2 separate regions of the Lactuca sativa genome follow, and region 1 is linked to region 2. The links are chromatin contacts, called in public Hi-C maps. All regions are on one chromosome and are shown on one strand. Each heading gives the region's core, a stretch centred on a gene start, on an enhancer-like site or on the middle of the called end of the contact. The rest is flanking DNA. Distances are from core to core; before and after follow the strand shown. Region 1 holds the start of LOC111897207. Region 2 holds the start of LOC111897258 (protein PSK SIMULATOR 3).

Region 1 (7,739 bases), core at 529-3,028, 370 kb before region 2:
ATTGTAGTCTTTCGTCGCGGGGAAAACACAACGGGAACCAAGTTCAATTTAAAGGGGTGTTGATTGTTTTTTAGCACGAGTTGAAGCATCTCAACAACAGCCCCGATTTTTCTTGATCGGGCTTGTTCTAAGGTAAAAAGAGAGTAACCGGAGTCGCAGAATAAACGAAACGGAAGATGTCAAAGTGGGTGCATTTGATTCAGTTCGTTTTGCGGGTGACGGAAGATGGTAAAGGTGGTCGTGACCTTGTTTTGTTGTTCGGTGGAAAAGTGCTCTCGGAACAAGTTTGATTAGGTCGGGGTTGTCAAAAGGAGAATAATATGTTGTTGGTTAAAGGAGGTTCGATGAAATTTCAAATTCCGATTTTGACTCCAACGGTTTATCCAGTGTGGGAAATCAATGTCAAGGCGATTATGGATGCACACGACATATGTGTGACAGTTGAACCGAGGGAGTTCGGTGGAAGAATCTCTCGGAATATGATTGATCAACAAAGGGATGGTAGTCAAGACAAGAAGGGAATAGACAAACAACACGTTGTGAACATTATGGCGGTAGAAATTCAAATCGGATGGCTTTAGATGTGGCCGGGGAGAGGTCGTGAATTTGGGAAAGTCTAGATTGTAATGAACGTATCCAACGGGATGTCATGTTACATGTTATGTGTGTTGTGAAAAATAAAAAGGTTTGGAGGACTTTGTACGTGACTGAGGTGAAGGTCGGGTGTCTGGGAAAGGTCGAGAATCGCGGTGGTTGTTGCCTTGGTAAAACATGTTACTGGAACAAGGTACAACAAGATTGTGTATGGTTCGGTGATGATGATAGCAGGTGGCTCTCGGTATTCAAATGATGAACATGGTGTTGCTTAAAGCAACTGTTGTCGACGGGTTTTGCAGGCGAAGCATCCGGTAGGTCGACGGTGAACAAAGGTTGTGAATGTGGTGGTGTTCGTCGGTGGTTAATGGCGAAGAAACACAGTTGTAGGTGATAGGTGTGGACAAACCCATTAAGGGTGTGATTGTTGGATTAATCGATTTATCACAATAGGAAATCTGGGACAATTTAGTTCTAGGGGTATTTTAGGAAACATTCTTTTTATGCAGTTTTTGTGTTAGAGTAGGACTCTAGTTTTATTAGTATAAATAAGGTTAATGTTTAGGATGTTAAAGTTAACTTTTTCCAGCAATAAAGTTCACCAAGTAATTTCTCGTTCTTGTTATTTTCTTCTTTGTTCAGCTCATACCTTGGACACCAAGATAATATCCAGTGGTATACATACATTTAACCATTTAAATTGTTAAATATGTTCACATATTACCATTGTCATCTCTTATAGTCGGTAAAAATGATAATAACAGAACACATATAACAAGTTAAATGGTCAAATGTATATGAAAAAAAATTGTCTAATTAGAAACAAAACACCAAAGATAATTAACCTAGTAAGTCATTTTCCCACTATTAAGACCAATCCTGAAATTTTATCTATTATTAAATATTTAGATCATTCAATTTCTTACCGAAATTTACCATTGATTTATGTATATGCCTATTAGTACAAAAAACATATCTACTTCTTCACAAAAATATTGTCGATAGTAAGTTGAAATACTACTCTATAAATTATTAGGACGTGTAATCATGTATACCTTTATAATGAATAAAAAACGTTTAAAGTTCAGCTAAGCCGCACCATAAAGATGGCTTCCCTTTTTTGAGCTTTTGTCAACGTGGAAACCACATGCCTCCTGACTCAGCTATTCTATATATCACCCACACTCGCAGTCACAGCCCCACACAAACCCATCGTCTCTGTCTCAAAAGCCTCATTCCCTTCCCTCAGCCCTTATTCACTACTCTTAGCTTCAACTATGGCCGACAAATCATCCACCAATAACCGGAAGCCAAGTAGGTTACAGCGAAGAGCTCCAGCGTCCATTCAGATCAGTCCAGTCTCCAACTGGAACGTTGCGATTCCTCTGCTATCGCCTGTTGAGAAAACTAATCGTATGAGTAGTAGTTCAAAAGAGGAGTCGCGAAGAGCTGCTCATACAGTGGTGGAGCCGGAAAAGAAACCGGTGGTGTATAAGAAGTGGCAGCATCCTGCGGATCCGTTTTACTACGAGCCGGCACCTCCGTTTGTATGTAGTGGTGTTGAATTTAGGAGTTGATTAGAATTCCTAATTATTATTACTTCTTCTTTCTCTTCCTTTTGAGCTTATTTCTGATTTGAAGAAACTCGATTGGATCCGTGTTCATATAGCATGTGTTGCTTCTTTGACTACAAATCAGAGATCATAGATTCGAATAACATGGTAATAATGTTTGCAATGAGATATACAAATACAACCCAGTGACTTTATTCGTAAAACGAATTCAGATGAACCCAGTGATTTATTGTTTAACAGTAGAATATACGAGTCCAAATCGTTAAAATTAACCGATGCTGATATCTGTTTATTTAACAAAGCTTAATGATATTTGTTTTCGTCATTAATGAGTAGTATAAAGTGTAATGGCAATGAACATTATTTGTTTATAAATATTACGGATAATCTAAAAAACGACCATATGATTATATGGAATATAAGAAGATGACACAATGTTCTCTCATTAACGGAATAACCACAACGCCCAAAACATTATATTTCAAAATAAACCAATTTAACTTCGGATTGTAGATTACCACTTAGACGTGGCATAAAACAATCTAAAATCTAACATTTTGGACTTCCCTTTTTGACATCCTTATATTGGAGATATGACAACATTTTGAACTTAGTAAATTCAAAATTGCAAGTTTTGTCCATAGGGTATGTTAGAAATTGGATGTTTGGTCTAAAATATTTTGGAGTTTCATTAGTGGTCCAAAAGGTTTTATTTTTGTGAATTTGGTCCAAAGTTATTTAAAAATATTTAAAATGATGAATTTGCCATTTTAATTTAGTTTTTTTTTTATTTTCTTTACAACACTTGAAAAAGAAAATATCACCCTCCCTCTCTCTCTCTCTATATATATACAGATTTATGGGTCTGTTAGTTCAAAAAAAAAAAAAGATGTGTTCTTAAGTAAAAAGCATGAAACCAAGAACCACAAATCTAAATTCTTCATTGTGGATTTAGTCTTGGATCTAGTCGATTTTCCAGATCTCAAAAACACTTATTTTTTCCTGATTTCAAGAACAAGAACTACTTGTTTTTTTAGATATGATGAACTGCCCTCATCATCATATGCTTTGATTTAACCCAAAAACCGTTCACCTTTGAAAAACCCAGCAACACTTACATGATTTCGAATTCGAGAGAAGAGGAAAGATTATGATCGATTAGAAAAGACGAAGGGGCGAATCTGGTGTGATTTTTGTTGCCTGAGTTGATTAAGAGCGAGTCAGGACCTGGGAGGGATTGCGATAGACTAGAGAAGAAAGAAGGATTGTGATCGATTAGAGCTTGATCTATTCAGGATAAACGAGAGTGAAGGGACCTGTGATTTTTGCTACCGGAGTCGATTAAGAATGAGTCGTCGAAAAGGGCAACGACATAGATCTGAGAAAGGGGGCCGACGACATAGATCTGAGAAAGTGGCGACGTAGATCTGCTTCTTGTCCGTTCTGGTTTACTTAGGGTGTGTGTGTGTGTATGTTCATCTGATTTCGTGTGTGTGTGTGTGTGTGTGTCTGTTCATCGTGTGTGTATGTATGTCTTCATCTGATTTCGTGTGTGTGTTTTCATAAGATTTCGTGTGTGTACATCTGATCTGATTTTTTTTTTGTGTGTGTGTGTGTTCATCTAATTGCATGTGTATGTGTGTGTACGTCTGATCTGATTTTGTGTATGTGTTCATCATAAATGATTTTGTGTGTGTGTGTGTGTGTCCATGAGATATAATTTCATGTGTGTGTATTCATCAACTTAAGAGAACAAACCCAAATTTTGTGTATGTTTTGTTTATGGGATAATTTTTTTGGCTGAGATGAAGTGGCAGATGAAGTTTGGATGGAGATAGAAGTGGAAAACGGTGGTGGTGGTGGTGGTGGAAGGCGGTCGAATAGTTGTGGCAGCAAAAGATGTTCTTGAATCTATGAATATGTTCTTGGGTGTTTATCGAACACACACACACACAGTAAGAGAGATGTGTTTTCTTTTTTTAATTGTTGTAAAGAAAAAAAACTAAATTCAAAGTGCAAATTCGTCATTTTAAATGTTTTCAAATAATTTTGAACCAAATTCACAACAAATGAAACCTTTTGGACCAGTGGTACAACTTCAAAACATTTTGGACCAAACATCCCACTTATTATTTCAATACATACTTCTTTTTTAAAATAAGTTCTTCTGACTAGTTTTTAGAGTGTCCTTTTATACTAGGGAGTATGTGGGAGCAAATCAACGTGTGTGTGTGTATATATATATATATATATATATATATATATATATATATATATATATATATAACAACAGATTAATTATACATGCTATAAAGTGGATTTGAATTATGATATCAACTTTTGTAGGTTGATTAACTTTGTGACTTCCAAATTAAGGTTAAAAACAAATCAAATATGTTTGTCTTTCTAATGTTCCATAACGAATGTTGTCATGAAGATAATTGACGACAATTATTCAAATTATTTTCGACACTAGTATGCCTCTAGATATAGTGCTCTTGTCTGTTGTCAATCTTGTTGTCGAAAGGGGAATTCAGCGAGTACTCACATATCAATCTCCTACTTTGACTTGAAAATTAGTCTTTCCTTGGGAAAATTAGTCTGGTTTTAAAAAACGAGAAACACAGGGAGATGATTATCTTACGATGAGCCTATATATATATATATATATATATATATATATATATATATATATATATATATATATATATATATATGATGTTGATAAATCAATAAATGATTGTCAAAAGTTGATGTTGATCGATGATTCAAATATAAGTTCACAAATGGAATTGATGGAAAACTATGAAGATATTTCGAACATCGATAAGGATAATTCGGATAGAGATTTTGATAAGGATATTTTGGGGTTTTATTATTCTCATTTTGCATAAACATAAACTTTGCTCATCACTTCCATTATTATTTGATAAAATTACAAATTTGGTCCTTATGGTTTGTCAAAAATTGGGACATTTAGTTCAAAAAGTTTTGGAGTCGCACTAGCAGTCAAAAATAAGAATTTTATTGTAGGTTTAGTCCAAAACTGTTTGTAAAAATATTTCAATTGACGGATTTGCCCATATAATTTTGTATTTTTTTTTCATTTTCTTTTATTTATAATAGTTAAGAAAAAACTAAAATAAAATACCACCTCTCTCTCTCTCTCTCTCTCTCTCTCTCTCTCCCCTCCCACTGGTTACGTCTACACTAGAAAAACCCCATCTAAAAAATTGGATCTTCACTTCTTCAATTCAATAATTTGTTTACAAAATTAACAAAAATAAATGCACAAGTTCTTTACAAAACAAAGTTGTTACAACACTACATCCCTCCTACTCTGATGATACTTATTCGTCTCTATCAAAGTTGTTACAACAACACAAAAAGAGTTCCCAAATGTTTCATCTATAGCTGAACAAATAGAGTTTTCCTTTTGTTGCAATTCCTCATTTTTTTCGCTATATATGGAAAAAAAGAGTTTTCCTAGTGTTTCAATTCTTCAAGTTGTTCATTTTTTGTATCAATTTGGTATGTAAATTATTCATATGTTCTTGAAGGTCTATACATTCATCATCATGTATAGCATGTAATACAATTTCAAGTGGTGTAATCTTGCTTTCTTACAAATTAAACATGGTCTTGTGTTTTTGGAATTAATTAACATTACACCCTTCGATAGGCTCCTAGAAGTGCATCTTTCGTTCAACAGTTGTTTGTAGGATGACAAGCTTTTGAAAAACTTTCGTTAAGTGGCTTCAAGTGATTTCACAACACGACACCCCCCCCCCCCCTCGGCAAAAACCCTTGATTTCTCATCTGATATATCATTTTGTTGGTTGAATCTGCTTTATTCAACTTAAAAAACCCATTGATTACTGCATTTAGGGGAAAAGGGAGGGATAACAAAAAATCGTTGCTCATCTCACCCAACAACCCCCTAAATGCTCCACTAATCAACCTTAGGGTTCCAATTCAAAGCCGAACCTTGTCATTGTTGGCACCAACACTTGCGGCAGAGCAATGCATCCCAATTCCCTAAATCTTTTAGATGTGAAGTATTTCTTCTTGGTAGTGGTCTTAGAGACGTGGGAATCATTGGTGGTGGGGTAACTATTGAGAGTAGAGATGAAATTTTAATTTCTAGGTTTCCTATATCTAATTTGATGTTCTTGAGACATTTGTTAATGAAGAACTCTTTCTCCTTTCTTTTTGTTTGGCGTGTTCATGATTGTTGGTAGTTTACACATACACACAGAGAGAAATAAAGATAGGGTGGGTGGGTGGGTGGGGTTAGGTAGTATTTTATTTTAGATTTTCTTTAATTGGTACAAATAAAAAAAATGGCAAATCCGTCATTTGAAATATTTTCAAACAGTTTTGGACCAAACCTGCAATAAAATTCTTATTTTAGACCACTGGTGAAACTCCATAATTTTTTGGACCAAATTACCAAGTTTTGACAAATCATAGGGACCATATTTACAAATTTGTCATTATTATTTCGGAGAACTATTTAAGATAAAAGTGCAAAATTGGTCCATGTGGTTCACAACAACTATGGATAGGGTCCAAAAAGTTTTCGACTTGCATGGAAGATCCGAAATCAAGAATCTTCCATCATTTTGGTCCTAAAAAAGTTCAAATGTATATTTTGCCCTTTTAGTTTCTTTTTTTTCTTTTCTTATTTTTACTTTGATAATTTTTAATTATATATAAAAAAAAAAAAAGAAAACCCCCTAGCCCCATGGTTCTTCCCATTTGACTTTCTCTTTATCCCTCTATTTCTCTCTCAAATACACAACCTACAACTCAAGAACAATTTTAGAAAATAAAATGTGTTGTGTTTTTTTGTTAGAATCTAGGATCTCTGGCGCACACCAGAACTCTAATGAGCACCGGAACTCCAACATCGCCCCTGTAATCGTCCCCTCTCCCTTTCATCTGCAAAATCTTACTTCAACCTGAATCATCTTTTATGATCATTCTTGTGTCCCTCTCTCCTCTCTCTTAATTTCTATATCAACATCTTCCTGATTCAACACTCATATACACTGATGAACCATGTCTTCATCTGAGGATGAATCAATAAATTGACACCTACAAATGATGAACACCAGACTCATGCATCTCTCTATCTCTCTCTAAATTTTAGGCATGAATAAAACACATACACATATACACACTAACACTCTATAATCAATTTGCAAGTTTGAATCTTAAATTTACAAGTCTTATATTTGCATTATCCATGGTTGTCAAGCCTAGAATTTACTAGACTCGTGTTGAATCGATTCAAATCGATTCATCTGGGTTCAAATGGATCTCTAACCTACGATTAAAGGGACAAGCTTCCATGTCTCTCCTATATTCTTCTTGACTAAGACACCCATTTGGATTAACCAGATGAAATAATTCAGAATGTGGTCCATCCATAATACATTCATAGATTGAATCGATTTGAACATGAGATGAACAAGTTCATTTGGGTTCAGAATTGTCGCTAGATTCAAATCGAAAGTATGAAATAAAGCCAATACCCACAGTCTTGGATTGAATCGATATGAGCAT
Region 2 (7,136 bases), core at 1,499-3,998:
TACCTCAGATGATCGTGGAAAGGAGAAGGCTTGATCGTGCACCTCCTCATATTTTGTGATATGATTTCTGGGAAAACTCTGATGTAAAACTTATTTTGAAAACAATATGTAATAAACGATGGTTTTGGATTTATTTAAAAATTTTAAAATTTTCAAAATTTTATGGATGCTACATTTCGAATTACTTTACAGATATGATGGTTTATAGTTCGAAAGTTTTGAAAACCTCAGTTAAGTGTTGATATATTTAAATAATAATAATACTATCTCTAATACATATCGTCGACCTAAGGTCAATAACTCTTTAAATGTCGATGTATTTTTTTAAAAAAAATAATAACTATCTTTGATATATTTGGTGGACCTAAGCTCAATAGATATTTAAAGGGATTATGACTTAAAAGAGTAATATATTTTTCGATGTGTACACATTTGGTCACTGAGTTTTTTTCGTCCACATTTACCCCTTTAACTTATTAAACTATACGCATTCAGTCCTTATGACCGGTTACTCCAGGTTAACCGGGAAAAATGACTTAATAGGGTAATATATTTCTCATTTTGTACACATTTAGTCCTTAATATTTTTGTACACATTTAGTCCTTAATATTTTTTGTTTCAAAATAAGTTCTTTTTATTTTTATACTCATTCAGTACTTATGAATGATTTCTTTAGGTTATTCTCACAACATCTTACGTGGGACAATCATTGGTGAGAGGTGTATGGATGTTGATGCTTATGTGTAACGTCTTATTTAAATAAGGCAAAACCCCCTAATTATAAATCCAATATTAAGAAAAATCGTTTATTCCAATATACATTTATCAAAAATCAGAGTAATATAAGAAATGCGGAATCCTCAATACTGTTGACGAGTATGTACAGTCCTGCATTCGCCTTCCCACGATCAACAATAAAACGTGACAACGTAAACAAGTGGGTAAGCACAAAACTTAGTGAGTTTCCCCCAAAATACCCCATATAACAAACGTACTATCATGCATAACGGGCCCACAATCATCAGATTGGAATATTCTGGCCCAATCAGTCATCAGACTCGAATGCCAACATGCAACGGTTTCAATCACTCATCGGACTGAAATGCCCAAGGTTCGTTGGTATGCCGCATCAACCCAAACGCTCTTCTCGAGCCTCCGTGCCTATGACTTATAGCCGGCTCGTACCAGGTATCTTGGCCTACAACACATAGCAGGACCGCTTCAACCTATCCCAGAACCATATGTCAACATATAAATAATCAAGGATCAAGTAAGTATAAAATACAAACAATTATCAATCATACATCTCACTATCGCCTACTACTCCTTCATAGCACACTACTTTGCTACCAGCTAACCTCTATAAAATGCATAACCAGAGGTGAGATAGCCACCCGAATAGATGATCCTACTCTAGGGCCACAACCAAACAAGGAACATGCAAGAAAACCTAGATCAAAAGTTTTCAGGCTATCCTATATGACTACATATAGCTCCTATGGCACTCCATTAGACGATAACCAACCTACTGGTACTCTAACCAACATACTACTATTGTTGCGTCCTATCATACAAGGATATATACATAAATCTAGCAGATCACTACAACTCAACAACATCCTATACACAAGGATACATAACCAACAATCCACAGAATGTGTGATCGTAAGTAATTAGATGTGAGATAGTAAGTAAAAATATGTTATTTTTTTAACAAGGGTAATCTAAACAAAAGTTGTAGTAGACTAAAATGTGAATGCATAGATATAAATATCGTTAAAATCCGAGATCGTATGAAGAAGTTATGACGTTCAGAACACATGACATAAGCAACCAAATAGTCAAGATCACGATGGACATAAGCATCAAAAGTTCGAAACATCTCATTAATGAATGTCCAACGTAAAATGTCGTGAGAAAAACCTAATGAATTCATTCATTAGTATTGAATGAGTACAAAAACAACAAAGATTTATTTTGCATCAAAAAATATTAATGACTAAATGTGTACAAAATGATAAATATATTACCATATTAAGTTACTAGGTATGAGACCCATGTATCACATGGGTTTATTTAAAAAAATTAATATAAAATTTAAAATATTTGAGAAGTTTGAATTTATAAGAAAAATGAGAAAAATATTGAATTATAAAAATTAAAGTGTTTTTTTCTCTTTTAAATTTAAACAAATAATTTAAATAAATAAATAAAGGAAATTAATGAAACTTTAATTTAGTAATTTTGAAATTAGAAGGAAAGTTCATTAATGAAATTGATATGCATTTATTATTAGATTTAAATAATATTTGACATTTAATAAAATAAAAAACCCATAAAATGACAAGTGGAATAAAAATTAATTTAAAATTACTATAAAATTACATGTGGCAAATTGAATAAGAGTTTGACAAGTGGCAAAAAAAAACCTTTATTTATTAGGGTAGATTTTTACTGGCTAACCTGAAGTTGTCGGTCATAAGGACTAAATGTGTACAGTTTAACAAGTTGAAAGGGTATATGTGGACGAAAAAAAACTCAGCGACAAAATATATAAAAATCGAAAAATATATTACCTTTTTAAATTATTATTCCATATTTAAATCATATAATTATATAATTTGTGAAGGGAACATCCAATGGAGATGGGAGAGGGTGTAGTAGGTTAAAAGAAAATTTTGACAATTGGTAATGGATGAGTTTATGCATACGTATTACGTAACACCTAGAAATTCTTTCAATGTCATCTCCCTTTTCAAATATCCCCTCCCTCCCACCCCACTCCACAAATTCAACAACTTTTCATCAATCAATCAAATTCCCAAATCTCACAATTCATCCATTAACAAAGTCAAGGGAGTTGAATTTGTTACCGCGTTTGAACAACGTTCGAACTACATAGAAATTTCTGCTCATTGATGACATGCAATTACTCAAACTCTGACTAGATCCGACTCGATTTTGTGGGTTTTTGATTTTATTATATAATTCTAAGTTTTGGTGATCTCAGCAGATACAACAATGGTGGCCGAGCCTTGGTTAGTTAAAATTGGAAGCCATGTGAGTTCCAATCTCAAACATGCCCTCCTCTTAGAACCCTCTTCCAAAAAGTCCACCAGAAACAAACAAGAAATTCAAAGCAAAACACCGGAAACAATCGGAATTCTCTCGTTTGAGGTTGCCAATGTGATGTCAAAAACCGTTCGACTCCACAAATCTCTAACCAATTCAGAGATTTCCAAGTTGAAAACCCAAATTCTCTTCTCCGATGGCGTCAAAGCCCTAGTCTCCTCCGACGAGACCTATCTTTTAGACCTCGCGCTTTCAGAGAAGCTAGAAGAGTTAAATTTCATCGCCGGCGTCGTCTCCAGGCTCGGCAAGAAGTGCACAATCCCTCAGCTTCAAGGATTTCAACATGTTTACAGAGATATAGTCAGTGCAGCCATGGATGTTACGGAATTAGGGTTCCTGGTGAAGGATATGGACGCAATGATGCGAAAATTCGAGCGCTTTGTTAATTCCACAACCACTCTCTACGGAGAAATGGAGGTCTTGAACGAATTAGAGATTACAACGAAAAAATTCCAACAAAACCAGCACGAAGAAAGCAGAAAAGTCTTCGAGCAGAAATTGATTTGGCAGATCCAAGATGTGCGCCACCTGAAGAACGTTTCACTATGGAATCAAACTTACGATAAAGTCGTCGAGATGCTAGCAAGAACTGTATGTACTCTTTACGCTCGAATCTTTTCAGTTTTCAATGATTCAATTTCCCGAAGAGAGATGTTCTCATCTAGCAACACGTTAAATTCATCTAGAAGTTCTGCTCAAAACTCGAATCAAATTACCGGTTCTTGTAGTTCGAGTTTAGTGGAGAAGAAGATAGTCAGTGTAAAGCCACAAATTCAAACAAAAAAAGGGGAAACGAATCTTTTCAAAGCCGAAGACTTCAATTTTGCTTGTGGATTGGGACCAAAGAGACTGTTTATGGAATGTTTAACCATGAACACTTCAAAATTACACGATTTCAACGATGGGTCTGTATCTATTCCAGTAACCGATGATCAAAGCAGCCATGTTTCTGGTTCTTGTAGTGTTTCAAGTAGCTTAAAGAAAGAGATTACAAATCTTCAGGGGTGTAATGGTAATTTGATAAAGATTCATAAAACTGTTCCACAGATCAAATTAATGGTGAAACCACCTCCCAACACCATTGGAGGCTCTGCTTTAGCATTACATTATGCCAACATTATCATCGTGATTGAGAAATTACTTCACTACCCTCATTTAGTTGGAGAAGAAGCTAGAGATGATCTATATCAAATGTTACCAAAAAGTTTAAGATTAGTTTTAAAGAGAAATCTAAAGTCTTTTTCAAGAAATTTAGCGATTTATGATGCTCCTCTTGCACACGATTGGAAAGACAGGCTTGATGGGATACTCTCATGGCTAGCACCCATGGCACACAACATGATTAGGTGGCAAACTGAGAGGAACTTTGACCAACAACACATTGTCTCAAAATCAAATGTTCTTCTTTTGCAAACTTTGTATTTTGCAGATCGAGAAAAGACGGAAGTTGCCATTTGTGAGCTTCTTGTGGGGTTGAATTATATTTGTCGATATGAACATCAACAAAACGCGTTATTGGATTGTGCAAGTAGTTTTGATTTTGATGATTGCACGGATTGGCAATTGCAGTAATGAGATCTTGATTGTTTTTTCATGGTGATGAGTTTTGTTTCTTTGTTTTGCTTTCTCTAATGAAAGATTACAGATATGTAATGGGCCACTGTGTATCTGATTTAGATATTGCATGGGGACCAGTTCAAGGGTTACTAGAAAAAAAAAAGATAGATGATAGAAGTTGTGCAACATAATGTGAATATAAAGATTTTGGGCTTGTAGATGTTTGTAATTATCTTTGTTTTGAATCATATGGTTTGGCCTTCGAAGTACATAATTTAAACTTAATCAAAAAGTTCATGTTCTAATGTAAATTGTGTTATAATCTATTGTTTGGCCAAATTTTTGTTCAATTTAGCTAAAAAAAATTGATCTTGAAAACATGGTGTGGTGATATGAAGTTGTTTTTGTCATTCATTTCGATTCTTGAACTTGTTTTTGTGAACATGGTTACTTTACCCTGAGGGTGGCATTTAGGGTTCGAGTCTTAGCAGTCATAGTGTGAGACATTTTAATCCAATGTGGACTGAGTAGTGAGCTCCTTGTGGGCACTAGGCTCTTACGTGAGGTAGCGGTCGCAGTGTGAGTGTTTCAGTTCCGATATGAATTGGGCTCTCCTATGAGTACTAAGTTGACAGTCAGTCATCTAGCAGACTGTTGTGTACCTGATTTACTTATCACATGATGTTTTTAAGACATGAATGAGTGAGTCAATTGAGTGTTGTGATTTTGGAGATACATATTTCTTTGTACCTTTGAAGTCTTGAACCGTACCATTATTTTTAGGACCACCCATGATGCATGCAAGAAAAGTTACTAATTACTATTGACTGTGATGTGGGGCCCACATGGGTGTGACCATGGTGATTATGGTGTTGGTGTGGCTGCAACTTCTATGAGATTGAGAGCATGCGTATATGAATGTTGGGTAAAGCCTGTTGAAAAGTTTTTAAAAGAAGCTTCTATTGAAAGCCTCCCACTTTGGTTCTTCTGTCACATAATGTTTGTCATTTTGTGTTTTCCTCACTCTCAAGCTTGTAATATTCATTGCACAAGTTCACTTTATTTAATCTTATCATCAACGAAACTTATATAATTAAGTCGTGATGATCGGATGGAGGGTGGTTTATGGATGATATAATTCTATTGTTAATCTGTTTTTGTGTTCATATACAAGTCTAGTTTTCTAGTTTTTTTTCTTAATTTTGTTGTTTCTTTGATTAAATTAATCTTGTAATTATTTTAGGCTCTTTTTTTTATACAAGGTTGGATGGAATGAATAATTGATGTTTTTGTTTCATGAGATGTATTGCATCGTTTTAGGTGAAGTTTGTAGCTTTTAGTTTCAAGTTTGTCGGTTTTGAATGATACAAGTACATTTGTACATGTGCATTTGAGGATACATATTTTTTTTAATATGAAGATGTGTTCTTGAATTAAATTATTAACTATTAAGTGTTTATCTTTTGAAATATATACTGTAAATGGGTTTCATTGGTGTATGAAACAAATACAAGTTTGTTTTAGTTGTATGATAAAAAAAATTAGGTCTGTTGTAGTTGCATAGTATTGAAACTTTTTATATGTACTGCTTTAATATTTGTTGTGTTGTAATTTTGATTTTGTGATTTGATACAATATGAGTGAATTATGATGATTATAGTTTAATATCATATTAAAATAGTCTTTAAAATGTTTTGAAACTATCAGTTACAAAAACAAAAAGGTAATTTGCTTATATTATAATTTGGGTAGGTGGAATTTGGTGGACAGTGAACATGTTTATGGCCATATATTTTAGATGTCAAAAATTAAAAATTAAAAGTATTTAAAAACTAAAAATATATATTTATTTACATTTAAAAAAATAAAAAATAAATATCACTTGTACATATATAATAATTTCAAAATTAAAACTCATTAGATTCTTTTGATAATAGATCCAAATCTCACAAAAATATCATTAAAGGTAGCTGATGATTTAGAATTTTGTGTAAGCTTAAAGACACTAATATTTTTTACTAAATATTCCAAGGGAAAATGCGACAAGTTTTTATTAATATCATGATTAGGGCTGTCAAATATGTACTACAGAGAACCAACCAACATGTTATCAACCGAACCAATTAAATCTGAAGCCAAGTTGTTTGGTAGCCAATATGTTTGGCTGTTAATACCATACCAATTAAGTAGTCTTGGTATGGTAACAGTATGAAATTTTGAATACCGTACCAACCAATATATATATATATATATATATATATATATATATATATATATATATATATATATATATATATACACACACACACACACACACACAAAGAAAGATGAGTTCTCATATCTTCATGTTTTAATTAGAATAACAACTAACAAATCTTAGAATTACTAAACTAACACATTGACCGACAAATTTCTTGATAATTATTGTTTGATGTGCACGAAATCG

What was found. Hi-C and Micro-C count contacts between places; a contact is called where the count stands out from the background.
Region 1: a contact with region 2 is called in a Hi-C map of leaf, with 3 times the contacts expected there. The contact joins the promoter of LOC111897207 here to the promoter of LOC111897258 in region 2. A contact is called at or near these places in 2 of 4 Hi-C or Micro-C datasets (bud and leaf).

Annotation. Positions count from the first base shown.
Region 1 is chr5:185,162,817-185,170,555 of Lsat_Salinas_v11, reverse strand. LOC111897207 reads left to right here and starts at 1,778. Exons shown (of 1, transcript XM_023893160.3): 1 at 1,778-4,195. The coding sequence starts at 1,872. The coding sequence ends at 2,171.
Region 2 is chr5:184,792,984-184,800,119 of Lsat_Salinas_v11, reverse strand. LOC111897258 (protein PSK SIMULATOR 3) reads left to right here and starts at 2,748. Exons shown (of 1, transcript XM_023893219.3): 1 at 2,748-4,938. The coding sequence starts at 3,023. The coding sequence ends at 4,705.